4 separate regions of the Mus musculus genome follow, and regions 1, 2 and 3 are each linked to region 4. A link is a contact called in public Hi-C, HiCAR-type and HiChIP or PLAC-seq data. All regions are on one chromosome and are shown on one strand. Each heading gives the region's core, a stretch centred on a gene start, on an enhancer-like site or on the middle of the called end of the contact. The rest is flanking DNA. Distances are from core to core; before and after follow the strand shown.

Region 1 (3,446 bases), core at 628-3,127, 2.1 Mb after region 4:
AGAGAAATTACAGCAATCAGAGCAAACATGGGACATTGCATATGTCTACATAAGTGTGAGATATAACAGGACAAACAACTATAATGGGAGATGTGGTAGGACTGTCACATAACATGGAAAAGAGACCCAATCAAGTCCATAAAAATTCCCTTTCCTCCCCATAGCTGAACAATGAGTCAGCTCACCTCAGGGTCCAGAGACCATCAAGGACCCAGGTTATCTCAAAAGTCAAGGCAACACAAACAAATTTCTCTCCTCCAGATAGCAGCTATCAAAGTTCAGCGAGACAGAGCCACTTAGCATGAGACGGCGACCTGTGGTCTTTGCCATTGTCAGGCTGACCTTATGACGCTCTCTGGTAGCTGGGTTCACCTGCTAACTTCACATAGAGTCTTTTAAAAGAATCTCCTGGGTTGAGAATGAAGCTCAGTAACAGAGAACTTACCTAGCATACCCATGGCCCTGGGCCCAATCCACAGTATGATAAATAGAGTTTTAAAATCAAGTATAAATTCTGTAAAATGTCCTTATTAGGTATAAAGAACCATATAGTATCATGTAATTGCGAAATTATCATAAAATGGGGAATCTTTATATCCCTTGTCGAGTACCTCCAAGACTTGGCTACTGGTCGGGATCCTGTGGTTCAAGCCATTCCTGGTACTGTACTTTTCCCTTGATGTGACAGGTACCACACTAGACCAGTAGCTGTCCATCCCTTTCATATTTGTCTGTCATACCAAGTGAGTGTTCCTGAGCCCCTGACTCACCAGGGGACACAGAAAACCTGGCAACATCTCCCTCAAGATTAGAGGGGAAAAGAATCTAAGGGAATCTTCCTCTGTGTGTACTCTAGAACATTTGTGTTTAAAAGGAAGAAAGTCAATAGTGACATCAGGCTAAGGTGTTTACTGATGCAGAAGCCAGGGTACACGGACGATGTGATAACGGTTCGATTGGGAGTGATCCTCTCCAGGCAGAGCAGCTGGGAGACAAAGGTCGCTGTCTACACGATGATTCATTCATTTTATCTAGGAAGCCACCGAAGAGCTAGCTGTCCACTAAGGCCTAGCCACGGAAGCATGACGAGGAAAATGGCTAAATATATTATTTTAATAAATCTTTACAACAGACATATTAGTTAGTCAGTTTACCAATGAGAAAGTGTGAGCCCAGAAAAGATCTACAATGGGCCCAAAATTGTGCAGCTCAGAGAGGGGCAGAGACAGAAAATGAGCATCTATTTCCCTGAGTGTAAGAACCACATTTTCCCACGAGACCATCCTTCCGTGAAAAGTTAGAGTTCACAGCTAATTAATTCATCCTTCATGTTGAAGGCATGGGTGCAGCATGAACATCATGAGCACGTACAATTTTGAAATAAGTACATAGAGAACCATGTCTGTCTGTGTCGAGTGGGCAACATGAGCTACGATTTTCATGTACATCTATTCTTACCAAATGATAGTGAGCAAAGAAAGGGGCAAGACTCACTATCCAGGACAGTGGGCAAAATACTTGCCAATTATTTTAGGTAGAGGCAGGTATGATTCCAGTCAGCTTATAGCTGCACTGTTTTCTGGGCAGCTAGTCCACAGCACATGAAGCTCCCTCCTAAGTGAAAGGCAAATGACTGCCCTCAACCTTCCTAAGACATATGGGGCTGTTTCTTACCTACCTCGGCCTTTTCAGCTACCTCCTCCTCGGGCTTTCAAGAGTTGGCTCTGTGAATAGAGCTGCATTCATGGCAAGCCACTTACCATACTGTCAACCATGTAGCACCAGTCAGGAGGACAGTGGGACACACTGTACTACCCACAGACTCCGTATTTGTGACTCATTTGCTTGCTAGGGTTTACTTGCCACCCCCCCTCCCAGTGGGAGTCTCTTGCGAGTCTGTGCAAAGCACGGAAAACTGAGGTCACTGCTGCTCAGGCTCCGGGTGCCAGCAGCCTGACTCCATCCTCACACCGGAAACGGTGTCCTCTGCGGGGTCTGTTCAGTGTCGTGTTTACACATCTGTGCACTGTCGATGAGTCAGTCTGCTGTTTGAAGCAGCTCCAGGCACAGTTGTGAGGTGCCTTTGCTCCCCAAAGCAAGGAGATGATGACGTGCCTCACAGAAACCATCCTTAGGCTAGATAAGTGCCATCCAAACAAGGTATGGTGCTCTGGACCGTAGTCCAGTGTAAACAAGCCAGCAGAACTCATTGAATGAGGTGTCCCTAAACAGATGCACACACTATTAAGACTATGTATCAACTGGCTGATAAAAATGCTGGCATGAGAGGCTTATGAGAATCTTCACATTTCTCTCCTCTGCTATTAGATAGTTCAATGACTTTGTGGGACTTGCTATTTTGCAAATAGCAAGAAGCGATTACAGGGAAAATCTACATATCCTTATTGTCATTTCTGTGACTAATACCCTGCTAGGCGTCCCCCCCCCCAAAGGCAATTAAGACCATCTGGGAAACTTGGACATAGTTTGTTGTCTAAGCCCTGCACATCCTCTGCGTCTGGATTTCTATCTCTTCCATGATGCACCTCCTTCCCCATCTCCTGGCTGTTGATTCCAAACCCCTCCCAGGCCCCCAGCAGCCCATATCAAAAGCCAGCTCCAGAAGTCGGTGCCTATGCCTACCCTGGGGTCACAAAACCGTTTTATCATCCACATTTGCTCTTGTCATTATCTGAAATTAACATTTATCTGTTCTGGACTTTATTATCTGACTCCTACTTTGTTGACTGTTTGACAGTGACCCTACCCCACCTATAAGGGAAATTCTGCGAGTAGGAGGTGCTTAGTCAATATTTGCTGACTTTACCAACACTATCCTTTCCTGGCATCTCTTTCTCCTTTGACCCCAGGTCCGGCCACAATCATTTAGTTCCCTGCCCAGGAGTTTAAGAATCCTTGAATCATTTAATAAGAACTTTGAAGGTGTGCCCACTGGTGTCTCTTGACTCCATCATGATTTGTTTCCTGGGAAGTAACAGAATTCAGGGTTAGGGAGTTTGTCCCTCTAAGTCACTGTAACTGCTTTTAAAAGAGGATTAGCTCCTAGTGTTGCTCTGCTGAAAACCTGCGTATCACTGGGCTGATTGATGGCCACTCCATATAACACATTCCCGCATCATGACCAACTTGGGGCACCCACCTTCTCCCGTCACACACACTCAAGCCTGGCTGAGCTCCGAGTAGCTGGCAGATGAATAATGGTGTCTGAAATTTTTCTGTTGGTTTTGCTAATGTTCTTTAAAAAGGGCCAGCAATTTACAACACAGAGTCTCCATGGAGGGAAGTTGTGGAAGAGGAAGGTTTGGGTCATCTATGACCATCCTGGATTGTTGACTACAGGCACATGGAGGTAACCCCATGTATGGGGTTCTGGTTTGACTTCCATGTACCTTAAGGCCAGGATATATACAGTGATCTATTTATAA
Region 2 (3,320 bases), core at 251-2,750, 2.2 Mb before region 4:
TTCCTTTTTTTTTTTTTTTTTTTAAGTTTTCAACATTCTAAGCCTTTTATCGACTTTCTTTTCCTTTCTTTTTTGGTTTTTTTTTTTCCCTCCACCTCTGTACAAAACTCAAGTATGCAGTAATTCTTATCTTACTACAAAAACTACCAACTAAACCACAGCAGGCAAAGGGCTCTATCACTAGTAGAGTGAGAATTGCTGGTCACAGACTCAAAAACTCAGTTCAACAGTCTGGGGTTTCTAATCAATAAAACTTTAATAAGTTCTTTTCAAAGTAACAAATTTCAAAGGAAAAAGTTTTCAAGCAGTTGAAATGTTTTTAAGTTTTTATTTCCTTGTAACTCTTACATAGTTAATTAAGAGTAGTTGTGTAAAAGCAGTAGACAGAAAATATAAAGTACTCTAAAACCTTCTGAAGTCATAGTGCTCTATTTACTAGATACAAGTAAGTGTACTTCCCAAAGCATGAAGCTCCAAAGTCGAGGCAAAGGAGAATATTAAAGTTGTTAGTGTGTATACTAACGCCCTAGAGGAAATTCAAGTTTTCAGTTCATGTATCAAGTACATGCAGAGGGCATTTAATAAGTCTCTATAACGATCCCTTAGAAGTTGTCTCAGTTCTACAACCTTGAAGGCCTGCAAACCGACCTCCGCCCCTAGCAGGCTGGCAGTTATAGGCCTGTATAGTCCAACTGGGTCAGGTTCATAACTTGGGCCAACAAACCACAGGGGAGGCGCCTGGGAAAACGAAATTATCAGGTGGAAGGGAAAGAGCCAGAAGCCAGAAATTAGCAGCAGGGTCAGGAATGACTTGAATGGTAATACCAGAAGAGGGGCAGGGAATAACAGAGGCAAAGAAGAGTAATCCTTAAAACACCAATTCACTCTGAGAAAGAACTGTGCGTGGAAAAGAAGGGCTTGGGTCCTGTACAGGAGGCACACGGACCAGCACAGTGAAGCAAGAGTTTTAATAAAGTCCTGCAACTAGTGAGCAAGGACGACCGTGGTGACCCGGCACCACCACCCCGGCACAGTGCATGGCTCCTGGCACACAACCAAGAACTTTCTCTGAATGGAGGTTCGGAGTCTTGAAACTACGAGCTTCTTCCCAGAGACCCAGACTTCTAGCGGGACAGCAGGGCGGGCCGAGAGCGGAGAAAGCAGGTGCAGCTGTCCCAGGCACATTTCAGCGTTGGGATCCGAGGTCAAAGGCTGCCCTCCGCCCGCCCACGGCACTCACCCGGATGCCCTTCACCACGGTGATGTTCTCGTTCTCGTCCGCCTCGAAGGTGACCCGGCGGGTGCTAGCGGTCCCGCCCATGGCTCCTGCTTCTGTCCCCGCAGAGTCTGGAGCGTGGACCTACGAGCACGTCAGGACCCACGCGCACACTTGCGCGTGAAAGCCCTGGACGCTTCTCTTGCAGGGCAGGAGCAAGGCCACGACCCCAAAAAAGAAGCAAGGAGAAGGCGCCGGTCCCAAAAGCCCGCCTCCTCCGGTCACGTGCCAGAAGTAGGCCGCTTCGGGTTAGCCCGAGAAGCAAACTGCCCGCCTCTTATCAGAAGGTGCACTAGGATTGGCTGGATTGGACCCGGATGCTATGGCAACAGGTGGTGCTTAATAGGGCTTCCGGAGCCTCTGAGAATAATGGGAATTGTAGTCTCGATCCGGAGCGATAGGTGCTGTGACAGGTCTCACTCCCTAAACTGTAAAGTGAACCGAGCATTCTGGGAGTTGTAGTCTTGACAGCCCTGAAGGCCTCCTTCTGGTCTACTTTCAAAAAAGTTGGTTCACCCAACCAGCTTGTTTTGCAGTTGACTCTAGAACCTTAGGTAAGTTAGGTAAATACAGGCTCTCAAAGCTAGATATGGAAGATGCACTCCCCTAAACAAACAACTTGTATATTCCAATTCACAAACCTGTAACAACTAAACTTAGCATTTTGCCACTTAGTCTTTTAAAGGGGCCGAGACTACATATGCCTATGTTCCTATCTTATGACTTTGGTATTTGTCAGTCTGTATGAAATGCAACTTTTAATGTAGGGCTTTCAAATCTACATGCAAAAATGCACAGGAAAAATTATTTACACAAAGATACAGACAGAACACTGCTTCTCGTGTTTGTGTCTCTTATTCACTTACATAAGTTAGATCACAGGATGATTAGACAGAGGAAAATGGTCCGTTCATGGAGGAGTTATAGCAGCGTTAGACAAAGTAGAGATGATCTGTTTTGGAAAGTTTCTAGCTTGGTACTTTACCTCCAAGAAGTCTAAAAATGTTAGGATAACCACACACACAGTTTCAGTTTTGTTGTTATTTGGTTATTTGGTTGATTTTAGGGTTTTTTTGTTTTGCTTTTTTGTTTGTTTGTTTGTTTGTTTGCTGTCAAACACTGTTGCTAAAAGTACAGTATGATCTTAGATTTATGGAGCCAGAGAAATACCCTTTCATTTAGAAATTAGATGGATGGGACTACTGATGTAGCTCAGTTGTCTATGCAATGCCCCAGGCCTGAGCTATGTGAAGGAGGAGAAAAAACAAGAGGGAAGAAGAAGAGTGGGGCAGAAGGGGGATGGGAGGGGAGGGGACAGAACTAGCTGAACAAAAATACCTTTTTCAATTTGCCCTTCTCAACATTAAAAGACAGAGAATACAGCATACCATGGCATCCTCCTAGGCCAAAGGGATCCACAATGTTGAAGAAATATTTTTGAGCTTCAGTTATTTGTCAGCATGTCAGAATCTGTAGCGCAAGACACTATGTCCCTCCCGCTGCTATATCCCAGCATATAGCAGCAGTGCCCTTCATCTCATTGTGTCGTTCTTTTCAACACATGTGCTCTAAATCACATGATATTCTCCTGCAGTTCTGAAACTGCCTGCCCCTGTCTGCGTCCTCCCATTACATCACAGTTGAGCTTGCTTCTCTTGAGAACCCAGATACACAGGGATTGCCGTTCCTTACATCGGGTCCTCCCCATCCATAAACACAATCACCTCACTTCCTACCCCATAGACGGCGTGTATTGAAGGGTGTTTCATAAAGCAGTTGCTCGGTCTATATTTACAAAATTAGAGGCTTCCATACGGAGAGTGAGGAGATACAAATAACACTTGTTAATGAGGATGAAGACCAAGGCTGAGAAGGCAATGGATGCCTTCCATCAGAGCACCAAAAGCATCCGGTGCTCTCCTCAGCAAAGGACCCAGAATACTTCCCAACTCCTAGTGTGTTTCAAGCAACACTAAGTAGATCTTCTTTTTAAAAAATTTAATGTATCGCCGGGCGTGGTGGTGCACGCCTTTAATCCCAGCAC
Region 3 (3,188 bases), core at 10-2,509, 2.1 Mb after region 4:
CCACAGGTCCTGCCAGGCTGCAAGTGGGAGTGCTAAGCTCTAGTCCAGGTTTCTCAAACACTTGGCTCAGCGGAAACAAATTAGCAACTAAAAGCTTTTTCTCCCATTTCCACCCCTCGTGTTGGCAAGAATCAGGCAGATGTCCACTCCTCAGGTGGGGACAAGATGTCTCCATTTCTCCATGGGGGCTTGCGCACACACTTCACAAGGCTCAGAGGCACTTCTAATTCTGTTCTGCTTTTTCTGGGTCTGAGCACATGGGACGTGAGGGGACACGAAGTGCTGCAAAGAATTTTAACAAGACCTGTAGTGAAAAATGATGGACACAGATTCTGTACCAGCCGGAAGAAGAAAGCAGTCCGATATCCCTGTTGTATGTGGATAACAGTTGCAGGGGCTCTGGGGGCACCCAAGAGGAGCTGGTGCTTAAGACGGGGTGTCTATTAACCTGGTGTGTATAGTTTGTAAACAATGTGGCCCCAAATCTGTCTTCCCAAGGCATGGAATCATTTCTATGAACCGAATGGTTATCTAATTTTGCCTGCACTCATGTTAGATCCCACCCCCACCTCCTGCCAGGAAAGAGCAACTGAGTTCAGCTGTCAAGATTTTTATAGAACACTCTCTTTGCATGAGCTACACTGCAAAGTCCTGACACTTCAGAGGCTCTTCCTCAATGCTGGCGATGGTGATGGCAATGACACCTCCATTTACAGGACCCAAGTTGGGAGCTGTAAAGGGGGTGGGGGGAAGGGGCAACTGGGTTCCTCAGGTCTCATCTAGGGAAAAGAGGCCTTGTTCTCTACATCTTTGCAAGACATCTCCATCACTAAAGTGATTTTAAAAAGAGTAGTGGGGGTGCTGACCTGTTTACAAGGTAGAAAATATAACCAGCGGAATTTGTTCTGGCTTCTCTCTCTAAGTCTAGCAGTCTTTTTTCAAAACTTTTCAAAATTTCAGTCCAAGGTGTTGGGTCAACCACTATTTAAAACCTTCAGACATAACCATAAGGTATTGACTGGTTTGCAGGACAGCTCAGTCAGTGGGAAAAACCAATATCCTAGCCTTAAACTCTGAACAAAAAGTGCACACATCCACTAATTGCTCGCAATCCATCTTGTCTCATGCATCTCTGCTGGGTCCCTTGACTCTACTGAGCATCCCAGACGGCAAGCCAGCAGCAGTAAAGGGCAGAGGGTTTTCTCATAGAGTGGCAGTGTTGGTTGCCGAGAGCTCCTTTAAAGGGCTGTTTGAGTTCTCTGGCTTATGTCCCATGTCTCTTGTTACAGATTCTATTCTGGATGGCTAATTTCTCAGAGACAAAGGGCCCTGCTGTCTGGAGACAGTGACACCCAAAAGAGTAGGTAGAGAGGAAAATAAAGTCCTCTGAGAACTAAGGATGTGACTGGACACTTCCTTCTTCCTCCTCCTGCATGAATGGGGTCTCGACCTCAGCTCTCCAGGGACATCAAGAGACCAAGGTTCAGCTCAGCCAATGCACACATCAGTCTAAATCCCCATTTCAGCTCTCTATGGCAAACCCTTCCTCTCTCATCATGCAAACATTGCCTCACCCTAGGATTTTTCCTGCTTAGGCTCTTTTAGGCATTTCCTAAGTTTATGATGTATAAATATCTGGCACTGTAAAGAGCAGAATGGGCCAGGCCAAGGAAGATCAAGGGAAGAGAGAAGAGAGAAGAGAGAGAGAAGAGAGAGAAAAGGTCACTAGCCACCCTTTTTGTATAGCCCTGGCTATACACCACCCTGTAAGGGAGGGTGGCAGCCCCTTAAACAGGAGGGCTGCCAAGATCACAGTGGCCCTGAGCTTGGCCATCTGCCAGCTGGGAATCCACCACGGTAGGGAGGGAGGAGTGGGGGAAAGGAACATTCCCTAGGATGCCCTGAGCAGACCAAGTAAGGAGCTACTCATGGGGCATGACAGCAAACACTAATGACACCAAATCCTATGTGTGACATAGAAGGCAGGGCCATAATCCCCTTTATACAGGCTCTAATGATCTCAAAGATGATGAAGACAGAGAGGAGAGAGGGAGAGAGAGAGAGAGAGAGAGAGAGAGGAGAGAGAGAGTAAAACTACAGGCCTTTTAGCTGCTGCTAAAAATAAAATACAAAGTGTAAGCACATTTCTTACATAAAATCTTTTACAAGCTGGGGGTGGGGGTGGGGAAACACTTTAAACGAATCTTCTATCTTATACAATAAACGAGCAATTTCCATTTCTTATTTGTATGAAAGAGGAAAGGATTTTTTAAACTACAATTTTTACTTTTTAATCATAAAAAAAAAAAACAACAACAACAACAACAAAAAAAGAGTTTAGGGTTTAGTTATGTCTCTTTGGATGAGCTGCAAAGTATCCAAACCTGACTGTAAAAGGTACCACTGTGGGTGTACAAAAATGACCAACTCCAGCCCCAATTAGTTAAGGCAGGTGGATGGAGGGCAGAAGGGAAGGAGGAAGGTGAGGGAGTGGGGTAAGCAGGTAGGCAGGACAAGCTAGCAAGGGTGTCAGCAACGCTCATTATCCTGGACAGGGCTTTCCTTCTGTGTGGCAGGACCAGAGAGAGGAAGCCATGGAGCCTAGAGCCTGAGTCAGAAGACAGTATCCACCATTCCCATGTATTCATCCATCAGGGGACACATGCCTAAGTGGATTCCGCAACAGCGATGATGTTATAGGTCCCCAATTTTAAAGAAGAAAAGGGGGGAAACAAGGCATCAAGTACAAAGACTAGGGTCCTAGATTCCGGGGACTCTCCTGTTCCAAAGGCCAACAGAAGACTTTGCTGGTTGAAAGGGGAAATCTTTTCACTATGGCCAGCTGGGAGCTTGAGCAAGCTAATAAATACTATTTACAAATGGGGAGGGGAGGCCAGGGAGACAGAGCTATTGTCCTGTGGAGATGCAGGCTGTGTATGAGTGGGTGTGGGGGTGTCCTACAAACAACACAGTGGGCAGGAGAGCCTGGGAGAGAAGAGCCTGATGCCTTCAGGAATTGCACTTGCGGCCTGAAAATATGGTGGGAGCCCCATCTGCCTCTGCAGACATCCAATCAGGACTCCGGGGTACAGGGTGGAGAGAAGACTGCAATGACGCTTTGGTCCTCTCAGTGCAGGGTCACACTGGAGTCCTAGTGAGGAAGGGAGCTCAGGAGTCAGTGCTTTGCC
Region 4 (3,462 bases), core at 56-2,555:
ATGAGATACAGGGGCCCAAAGGGCAAAGGAACAAAAGGTTCGGGTCTTGGTTAGGGTTTTACTTTTGTGAGGAGACACCATGACCAAGACAACTCTTAGAAATGACAACATTTAATTGGGGCTGGCTTACAGGTTCAGAGTTTCAGTCCATTGTCACCAAAGTGGAAGCATGGCAGTATCCAGGCAGGCATGGTGCTGGCAGAGCTGAGAGTTCTACATCTTCATCTGAAGGAAGCCAGAGAGCATCCTCAAGCTGCTAGGAGGAAGATTTCCAAGTCCATCCCCACAGTGACACATTTCCTCCAACAAGGCCACACCTTCTAATAGTGCCACTCCCTGGGACGAGCATATGTAAACCATCACAGTTCAGGTAACCAAAATGGCTGGATTATATAGGGAAAAGCCTCATCGGGAAAAGCAGCCCAGCCCCTGAACTGGTGAGTTTAGGGTAGAGGGCTGCATGTGCCAGCCACACCCTGTAACAGGCCGGGACTGAGGGATGCTGGCGAGGACCAGGAGGCCAGGTCCACTTTGATATGTTAAGTAGTCCTCTGCCATTGTCCCAGGGTTAACAGCCCCACTAGGCGCAGCTGATTTGTTTTTCTGTTATTTGAAGCCAGAGTACCCCTTAACTAGATAAAGGTCAATTCCAAAGACTGAGAGCAACATGAGAAGGGTGGTTTCGATGTGCTTGTGTATGTGGGTGACCAGCAGCGCGACCGGACAAGAGTGGATTCATCTTTGGCTCCTGCATGGTAGATGATTCGCGCTCCACTTGAGGAGGAAGTAAACTTCAGATAGGTTGCTGGTGGCTGCCAGCAATCGCTACTTGGATCCAGTCGTGCCAGACTCCGCAGACCTCTCTCCATCATCTATCACGTGGCTGAGGACTACCCTTAACTAGGCTGCATAGCACACTTGTGGGCTTTTGTGAAATGGAACCTTTTCCCCCTTTTCGTCTGAGAGTCGGCTGTGGTGGAGATTAGTGTGGACTTCATAAAGGCTCCCAGGAGAGTGAGTTGTTCACTTGGCATGGCACCCGCTACCTCACCCCCACCCTGGTTTAGTAGGTAACACAGCCACGTCTGACTGTATTAATACAATTGCCAGCGTCCTTGTCACCCGGAGGCTTTGGTTCAAAGAGGCCTAGGTTTGCACCTCGCCCTCTTGCTTCCCGAGATGGCCGTCAGAGGGCGCTGCGGCTCCGCGAGTCGCTTCCGGGAATGGAGAGGGCGGGGCAGGGCGGGGCGGGGCGTAAACCGGAACCTGGCAGCGGGTTCCGCCCTCGCGCCGGGGAGGAGTCCCGGAGCCGAGCTGGAGCTGGAGCACCTCTCACACCCTCCTCGCCCTCCCCACCGACATCATGCTCCAGTTCCTGGTGAGTGGGGCCTCGGAGGATCGGGCCTCGCGGTCGCCTCGTTCCCCCGGGGTCCCGGGTCGGCGGTGCACGGCTCTGCAGTTGGGGCTCGTCGCCCTCGGGTTTGCTCGCGCAGTTTTCCTCTGGCCTCCTCCTAAGTCCTTGGGTCTTTGCCTGGGTTTGTTTATATGTAGTCCTTCAAGTTCCGAAAACTTTGGGGTGTCAGTGATATGACTGCGTTTTCAAAAAACCACTTACTGTGAGCTCTTGGCGAAATCTTCGCGGTAAGTTGGGTCGGAGGAGTCATCAAGATGACTTGGCTCCTGTCCTCTCCACGCGACTTCCCGTAGACCCCCATCTATTATATACGGCTTATTTGAGGCCTCAGAGTGCCTTTCACACGCCGTGCATTAGTCAGCCACATCACGAGGTCGCAGCGAGAGATCCACAGTGCCCTCCCTCTTCAGACCTTTACAGATTGCCCGCTTTGAGGAGTGAGTCAGACTGCCCTGCGAGTAACTCTTGTAAAAACCTGCCCCTCCCCACACCCTTTCAAGTCTCCTTTTTGAGTTAACACGTTTTTCTGGCAAAAATCAAGTATTTCTAAAATTGCCTGTTGAGGATTCTAGGAAACTTGCCAGTCAAATTTTCAGATGAAAGTTTTCAAACACTTTCAGATGAAAGCGTTTCATCTTCGAATTCTAATAAAGCAGATATCTTCTTTCTTTCCCACGGTCAGTGGCTACCTGGTGCTCCGAGAATGAGTATTGTTTACATAAAACTGCCCTACAAAGACTCAGTTGCCTCTGGGGTTTCTCTAGTGTCCTAACTAGGCCTTAGTTTAGGAGGTAGGAGTAATTAGCAGTAATTTACTTGTTAGGAATCACTTTTAAAAGCAGCATCAGCCAGCTAGTGTAAGGTGATAGGATTGGCCCTTCCACTGCATTTGCTGTTCATTGATAAGCAGGGAGAACATTAAATCGATTACACTTAACCTTTTAAGTGCTTTGCTGAATGAGGCTACCTGGTGCGGGACTAGCGCTCTGTACTTAAACATGGGTTTTGATTGGAAAATTCAAAATTTTCAACATTTATGGAGAGATGCTGAAGCCGACCATTAGATGCTTAGCTAGGATGTAACTGATGTTCCTTCTCTTGCCCTGGGTCTGTCTCCTCTTCATTGCTTTTGTTGGGAAAAGTGGAATCAGATGTACAGAGATGGAATCAACTTTCCTCTTGTGGAACTTGGTCAAACACTGCTAGTTTCTGCAAATCTTGCTTTTTACATTAGCCGTTTCAACTGTTTTCTAAATGGTTAAGAGTTTAGACCCTATCTTTAATCTCAAGGTGTGTGTGTATGTGTGTGTGTTGGGGACGTGGGGTTGGGTGGGTGTTGGCCAGGTTATTTAAATTTTCTATGCTTCAGTTTGCACCTCATGAGGTTTCAAAAGGAGCCAAGATGTTGAACACGTAAACACTAAATCGTGGTTGAGATATACTGCCCTGTCTCTTCTGTAAGGTATCAGAAATGGGAACTGGCCTCCCACTGATAGGAGAGGCTTGGGTGTGGTGGAAAGATTCCAGGCTCTTCCCTTTGATGGTGCAAGGCAGCTGAATACTTTGTAACCTCTGAGATGTTGCCTAAGTTGAAAACTTGCATTTGATTGTGTGGCTTGTCTACCCATTACCCCTATTTCCACACCGCACTCCACAGCTTGCTCCTAGCTTGGCTGAAGTTCTTTGAAGGAACACCTAGATGGGAATTGGACTGTGAGCACTGCTGTGAGTGTCAGGGCACCTGAACACTGCTACAGTTTCTGTTCCTCTTCCCCCTGGGGCCCAGTAGCATCACCTCCTCATAACTCACCCTCATTCAGCTGCTGGGGCCTGTGCACCGTGCTGTGTGGGTTCTGTCCTGGGATAGCTCAGAATTGCGGAGTGAGGGGACCATATCTGGGTGTAGCAGCTGGGAGGCTCTCTCCCTGTCTCTAATCTTGTCTCCCGCTGCTTGCTTCTGCTCTTAGTTCCTGTGAAGTGCTTAAGTCCGGAGCTGGCTGTGCTTCCTAAACTCACCCTTAGGGAACGGGCTCCTCCCCAAGCCAGCA

The links. Hi-C and Micro-C count contacts between places; a contact is called where the count stands out from the background. HiCAR-type assays count read pairs that join an accessible place to other places. HiChIP or PLAC-seq counts read pairs in DNA pulled down with a chosen protein or histone mark.
Region 1: a contact with region 4 is called in an H3K27ac HiChIP or PLAC-seq map of extraembryonic endoderm stem cells, with 8 times the contacts expected there. The contact joins the enhancer-like site here to the promoter of 1810058I24Rik in region 4. A contact is called at or near these places in 5 of 39 promoter capture datasets (the 3T3-L1 cell line, hippocampal neurons and liver) and 2 of 115 datasets of contacts at active chromatin or transcription factors (astrocytes and extraembryonic endoderm stem cells).
Region 2: a Hi-C map of regulatory T cells shows a contact between it and region 4, with 5 times the contacts expected there. The contact joins the promoter of Chchd3 here to the promoter of 1810058I24Rik in region 4. A contact is called at or near these places in 3 of 484 Hi-C or Micro-C datasets (CD4 T cells and regulatory T cells).
Region 3: a contact with region 4 is called in a HiCAR-type map of astrocytes, with 4 times the contacts expected there. The contact joins the enhancer-like site here to the promoter of 1810058I24Rik in region 4. A contact is called at or near these places in 2 of 39 promoter capture datasets (hippocampal neurons and liver), 2 of 115 datasets of contacts at active chromatin or transcription factors (astrocytes and extraembryonic endoderm stem cells) and 1 of 9 other capture datasets (embryonic stem cells).

Annotation. Positions count from the first base shown.
Region 1 is chr6:37,397,219-37,400,664 of GRCm38.p6, forward strand. All of the region lies in intron 1 of Creb3l2 (cAMP responsive element binding protein 3-like 2), which reads right to left. Among named protein-coding and RNA genes, the nearest start is that of Gm33275, 19 kb to the right of the region's middle. Within about 2 kb of position 1,878, at least 85 of the 459 cell types and tissues checked have an H3K27ac peak or open chromatin away from gene starts, as enhancers often do. A contact at or near this core is called in extraembryonic endoderm stem cells and liver, where this site is marked.
Region 2 is chr6:33,058,760-33,062,079 of GRCm38.p6, forward strand. Chchd3 (coiled-coil-helix-coiled-coil-helix domain containing 3) reads right to left here and starts at 1,501. Exons shown (of 8, transcript NM_025336.2): 1 at 1,241-1,501. The coding sequence starts at 1,321.
Region 3 is chr6:37,328,857-37,332,044 of GRCm38.p6, forward strand. It overlaps Creb3l2 (cAMP responsive element binding protein 3-like 2), which reads right to left. Exons shown (of 12, transcript NM_178661.4): 12 at 2,165-3,188. Among named protein-coding and RNA genes, the nearest start is that of Dgki, 30 kb to the left of the region's middle. Within about 2 kb of position 1,260, at least 50 of the 459 cell types and tissues checked have an H3K27ac peak or open chromatin away from gene starts, as enhancers often do. A contact at or near this core is called in astrocytes, where this site is marked.
Region 4 is chr6:35,251,405-35,254,866 of GRCm38.p6, forward strand. It overlaps 1810058I24Rik (RIKEN cDNA 1810058I24 gene), which reads left to right and starts at 1,306. Exons shown (of 3, transcript NM_001384235.1): 1 at 1,306-1,378. The coding sequence starts at 1,364.